Linked DNA regions of Sus scrofa: region 2 is linked to region 1. A link is a contact called in public Hi-C data. All regions are on one chromosome and are shown on one strand. Each heading gives the region's core, a stretch centred on a gene start, on an enhancer-like site or on the middle of the called end of the contact. The rest is flanking DNA. Distances are from core to core; before and after follow the strand shown.

What was found. Hi-C and Micro-C count contacts between places; a contact is called where the count stands out from the background.
Region 2: a Hi-C map of liver shows a contact between it and region 1, with 2.6 times the contacts expected there. The contact joins the promoter of BICD2 here to the promoter of IPPK in region 1. A contact is called at or near these places in 2 of 47 Hi-C or Micro-C datasets (heart right ventricle and liver) and 1 of 2 datasets of contacts at active chromatin or transcription factors (alveolar macrophages).

What each region holds. Positions count from the first base shown.
Region 1 is chr3:42,366,624-42,369,653 of Sscrofa11.1, forward strand. IPPK (inositol-pentakisphosphate 2-kinase) reads right to left here and starts at 1,539. Exons shown (of 13, transcript XR_002342483.1): 1 at 1,289-1,539.
Region 2 is chr3:42,455,383-42,458,253 of Sscrofa11.1, forward strand. BICD2 (protein bicaudal D homolog 2) reads right to left here and starts at 1,439. Exons shown (of 7, transcript XM_021088132.1): 1 at 1,028-1,439. The coding sequence starts at 1,267. FGD3 (FYVE, RhoGEF and PH domain-containing protein 3) reads left to right here and starts at 1,690. Exons shown (of 21, transcript XM_021088137.1): 1 at 1,690-2,871.

The sequences.
Region 1 (3,030 bases), core at 289-2,788:
AGCCCAGCAGCCTGCAGAGAAGTATGGCTTCAGTCCATTATTAATTCATCTAAAGATCTCGAGCAAAGCCTGGAGCCTCTGTTTTTCTGTTTCCCAACAGTGCTAATGTGTTAACAAAATGCAAAAGCAGTACACAAGGGCCACCTGGGTGACTGCAGCTTATCCTATAGCTGCTCCAGTGCACCAAGCTCAGGAGCAGGGTATACCCAGTTCCCACACCACCCCACAGGAAATGCTAGATGGATGGAGCAGTGCTCTCAATGGCTGAGTCCAAGGGGGATGATAGTTATCTCCTGCATAACTTGTCCAGCTCCTCATCTTTCTGGCAATTTTGCAAAAGGGATTCTGTTACTAGTTCCACTTTGCTAATGCAGAAACTGAGCCTAAGCCAGGCAGTGGTAGAACTGGGATTCTGCCCAGCTCTATGTGACTGCAACTCTCACGCTCTTAAGCCCTCAGTGACACCTATGCTCCTCCCCCAGCCCACCACATTCCTGCCTGGTTGTATCAGACAGCAAGATGTTAAAGAATCTGATCCTTCACACAAATCCACAAGCTTCTTTTCCTGGATTCACCTCAATGGGAGTTCTTACTGCACACTCCAAAACTCTCATCCTCACTGAATTACAAAAGAAATTCTATAAATTCTAAATTATTCTGGAGAAGAACCTGTGGACAATGCTCCACTAATATTAGCAACAGCAGCGGGACATCAGCAATTCCCTGCGTCTGAGAGGCTGAACTTAGATGTTGGGAGGTAACAGCACCCAAGCACTTCGGTTTCTTCCTCCTGAGCTTGCCCGTATTCTCCATCCTGCCTACAGCTAGCCCGGGCGGCCTCATCCCAACTGGGCAACTGGAGGCAGCACCATGTGAGCCCGGGGTCGGGGACTTTAGAGGGACACCAAACAGACCTGGGGCGGAGGTGACTGGGGGAAGGGAAAACCGATGTGGAGGCAGGGGAGTGTTGGGGAGACATGGCGCCCACCTAGAGGGAGGAGAGAGCTGGGGAGACACGAAACCGACCCGGGGAGAAGGGGGTGACACAAGGGGGACCAGGAACCGACCCAACGGAGGGTGATGCTGGGGAGACGCGGAACTAACCCGGGGGCGATGACACCGGGAGGACGAGCAACCGACAGAGAGAGGGCTACTGGGAAACTGACCCGGAGGCAGTGGGCGCCGGGGGGGATGGGGAACCGACTTAAGCGGAGAGGGTGCCTGGGGACAGGGAACCCACCGGGGACAGGGTGAGGACCTCAAACCGCGCCAACAGTCCATTCCTCACCTGCTCATGGGCCACCACTAGGCTCTTGTTGCCTTCACCGTGGTACCTCCATTCATTCTCGTCCATCTTCCCCTCGTCCATTCCCCGGTGCGGCCCTGGAGCCTCGCGGGGCCGCGAGCTGGGGGCCGCTGGTTCGCCTGGGCACCAGCCGCCACAGTCCCGGGAAGAACGCCTGTCAGCCGCCGCCTTCGCTAGACCCAGCTGCCCCGACTCGCAGGCGCGGGCCGCCGGAAGCCACGCCCCCGGCAGCTCCATGACTAAGCCGGGCAACTTCCGGGTTCGCGTCAGCTTCTTCTCTAGTGACAAGTGTGGCAGATGGGCTGGCGGCCATCTTAGGTTCTGGTACAGTGACCCACTTCCGGAGCGCGGAACCGGAAGGGAGGTTTCCGGATGGCGCCGGAAGTGATGCAAGCGGAAGAGCCTGGGACAGGCTCGGCGTGGAACAGGGATATAAGCGGGCTGGGGTGGGTGTAGCGGTCCCCGAGAGCTGGGAACCAGGGGTCCCAGTGGGGAGGGGGGGCGGGGTTGGCATTCAGGCAGGCCGGGTGCTGGGAAGGATGCCGGGAGCGGGCCAGGGTGGGTGGTCGCTACGGCTGGAGACTGCTCAGCCATGGGGCTTCACCAAGGTACTTGGCGTCTCAGCCTTCTTTTTTGTAGAATGGGGTACGTTTCTCACTTGTGGCGTTAATACCACCGTTTGCTTCTTACCGAATGCAGAAACATCCCAGTGGTCCCAGGAGGTGGAAACACCGTCATCCACACCTTACAAATGAGGAAGTATGGCTCAAAGAGGCAAGTGGACTCCTAAGTGGTGCTTTTGCTGAAACGTTGCATGAAAAACTGGGTTCACCTTTTGGTGGGTGTCAAGCCAAAAGACACAACAAAGCCATAGTGGGAGAAGGGAGGATTTATTACTTGCAGCAACTAAGGCGAACATCAGGGATCTTTCCCAAAGCAGTGTCTCCCCATAAAGCAAAAATGAGGAAGTTTTAAAATAAGGGTAGATGCATAGTCATGAAGGGGCTTGGGCAGTCACAGAGCCCAAGCTTTAGTTGATTCAAGTCCTAAACAGAACTGGGAGTCTTTATAATTGATATATCTTTGCTGCAGCCAATTTATTCTTGCTGTTGTTATTTCTCTTGCCTGATACCAATTTGTTTTTTTGTCCCCTTAAGATCATTATCACTGGGAGTTCCGATCATGGCTCAGTGGAAAAGAATCTGACTAGTATCCATGAGGATGCAGGTTCGATCCTTGGCCTCACTCAGTGGATTGGGAATCCAGCGTTGCTGTGAGCTGTGGTGTAGGTGGCAGATGCAGCTCAGATTTGGTGTTGCTGTAGCTGTGATGTAAGCTGGCAGCTATAGCTCCGACTGGACCCCTAGCCTAAGAACCTCCATATGCCACAGGTGCAGCCCTTGGCCAAAAGTGGCTTCTCTTATGCTAAGAAAACCATGCCTGTTTTTTTTTTTTCTAGGGACCCCCCTAGCCTATCTGCCTACTGGAGGAATAGTTTTCATTGACTCTTGAGTGACGCACCTTAAGCGTGACATTTTAATTCTGCCTTTGCACTTAATGTCAGTGAAGCAAAGGGCAGGTCTCTGCCCTTCTCCGAGTCTTTATTCACTTTTGAAGTAGGACTAATGATACCACCTCATAGAGCTACAATGAGGATTAAATTAGATTAGTGGTTCTCAGGCTCCCTCTTAAGACCATTTTATACTCTTTAAAAATGACTGAGG
Region 2 (2,871 bases), core at 189-2,688, 89 kb after region 1:
ACCCCTTCTGGGTGGGATGCTACAGAGCAAGACACTAAGGCCCCTGCTCACAGCCACACCTCCAGGAAGGGAAAAGGTTTCGGTCCAAACCTAGGTGTTTCACTCAGAAAGCAACTTCTTCCTCCCCACCTCCACAACAAGGCTGGGGAGTCAGGGAGGACTGGGAGAGAAAAGGATGTTTAAATCACCCATGAGAATTACTTTGTGGGAAGGCTGCCTAGCTCTCTGGCTGCAAGATTCTCTGGCCACCTTGGGATCCACCTTGCAGATCTCCCAAGTGTATATCGCACAGGAGACACAAGGCTCTATCAATGACAAGCATCCACAGACCTGTCACCCAATTGCAAGGAAGGGCCTGAGAAGGCAGCCAGGACAGGAAGTGGACAAAGGAAGCACTGTATCCCAGAGAAGTAACTAGTGGGGAGGTCAGAGAGAGCTGAGCACGGGGAGGGACAGTGGGGTAGTCCAGGCAGTGGCCACATGCAAAGCAAGCCCCCGACTTGGCCCTGGTATGGCCTCACAGCGTTCACGGAAGACTGTGAGACCGCTGAAGGCGGCTGAGTCCAGATGAAAGAAGTAATGTGCCTGTCCTTCCCCAGGCGGTCACCTGTGTCCATCCCATGCCCCCACCCAGAAAGCCAAATACCGCAAAGGACGCCACCCCACCGTGCCCAAGACCTGGCATCAGGAGCCTGTAGACAGGCTGGCCACACGGCCCCACAGCAGCCCTTGCCACAGAGACCAGAATTTCTACAGCGCGCACTGCCCACCACATCTGGGGCCCGCCCCCCACAGCAGCGCAGCCTCCGACCCAGGGCGCCCCAGTGCTGGCCTGAAAGGCCTGGGATATGAGGTCGGTTCGGGGGTCCGCCTGTCCCGGGGTCGAGGTCAGTTTGGCCTGGGTCGGAGGACAGCTCTGGGGTCGGCGCTGACGTCTGTCTGACCCGGGGGTGAGGAGTCCGGGTCGGGTGTGGGGATTGGCCGGGGTGGGGGCGCGGAGGGCGTGGCGGCGGCCGCCCTTCCTTACCTCCTTGAGCTGCTCCATCTCGCTGCGGATAGCCTCATAGTCCACCTCAAGCTCCTCAAACTGTAGTTTTAGCTGATGCTTCTCCTCAAGCACTGCCAGCCCGTACTCGGCCGCCTGGATCTTCTCACGCGTGGTTTCGGCCAGCTCGTGCGACAGCCGCTTCACCTCTGCGCGCAGCCACTCCGGCTGCGCCTCCATCACGAGCCGCGCGTACTCCTCCTCTTCGGACGACGCGGACATGGTGGCCACGGCCGGGGTCGTGCCACTCCCTCCGAGGCTCAAGCCCGGCTCCCGCCCGCCGCCCCTGGAACCGCCGCCGCCGCCACCCAGCCCGACGGCGCCCGGGCCACCGCCGCTGCCGCCGCCGCCGCCACCACCACGCAGCCGCAGTAAGCTCGCTGTCGCGCGGGGCACTGTGGGGACCACAGTCCCGCCCGCGGGAACTACAAGACCCGACGTGCTTCACGCGCAGTCTTCTCCCGCCCGTGATTGGCCTGCGCCCTGTCCCGGGCCGCCCCGTCCCATGCTGTCGCCTCCGCAGCCGCCGCGCGGGGCAATGTGGGGTACGTAGTCCCGCTCGCCCACCGACTACAAGACCCGTCGTACCCTACGACCGCCAGCCCTCGCCCGCGATTGGCCTGCGCAGCTGCCGTCGCAAGGCCGGAAACTGATATTTTTCCGGTGCCCCCAGCGGTACTTACGAGGCTAGGGTCGGCGGTGCGCTGGGTGGCCGGGGTGGCCGTGGACTGCGCTGAGCGGTGGGTGGGTGGAGCCGGGCACGGTGCTAACCGCCGTGAGTGGAACGCCCGGCGCGGCGGGGGCACCGCGGGCGGGGTGGCTGTGAGGACAGTAATCCGGTGGCTCAGACAGGCGAGGCCAGCCTAGCCCAGGACGTATTTAGTGGAAGATATGGTCAAACCGCTAGCAGTAGAGCCCACCTTCGCCTCAAATAAGTACGAAACGCCTCCTGCTTGTTTTCTAAGAATTAGGCATTTCCATGCGCCCTAGGATTATCCAGGTCACTGCAGTGGCCTCGAATCAGAGACGCGTGGCCAGCCAGCGTCGCGTCCCTGCCCTACCCTTGTAGCATGGGTTCTAGTTAAGTCCTTACTCTCGCTCAGGCTGGGAGACTTTCTCCCTCTTTGTCTCTTTGACCTTGATCTTTCTGAGGCATGCAAGCCATAAGTGTACACACCGATGCATCCCCATGGTTAGATTAGGTTATGCACTTTGGCAGGAGCATCAGGGTGCTAAATTCGCAGAATCCTGTCAGGAGGCAAGGGTATTCCTTTGTTATTACTATCCTATGAGAAGGCAGTTTAGATTTTGCAACTATCCCGTCACTCCTCAAGCTCTTGAAATTTTTATTGAGGTATTCTTGATTTATGATACATGAGTAAGGTGTACAACACAATGATTCACTATTTTTAAAGATTGTGCTCCATTTATAGTTATTATAAAATATTGATTATATTCCCTATGCTGTACAATATATCCTTTTAGCTTAAGTATTTTATAATTTGTACCTCTTAATCCCTTACTCTTATTTTGCCCCTCTCGCCTTTCCCTCTCCTCACTGATAACTACTAGTTTGTTCTCTTTATCTCTTTATCTACTATTAAAAGTGATAACATATACTATTTGTCTGACTTATTTAGTATGATACACTAGGTTCATCCATGTTGTTGCAAATGGCAAAATTCCATTTTATATATATACACCACATAATCTTTATTATCTGTTAATGGACATTTAGGTTTCTGTAACTTGGCTATTGTAAATAATGCTGCTATGAATATTGGGGTGCATGTATCTTTTCAAATTAGTATTTTCCTTGGATATAT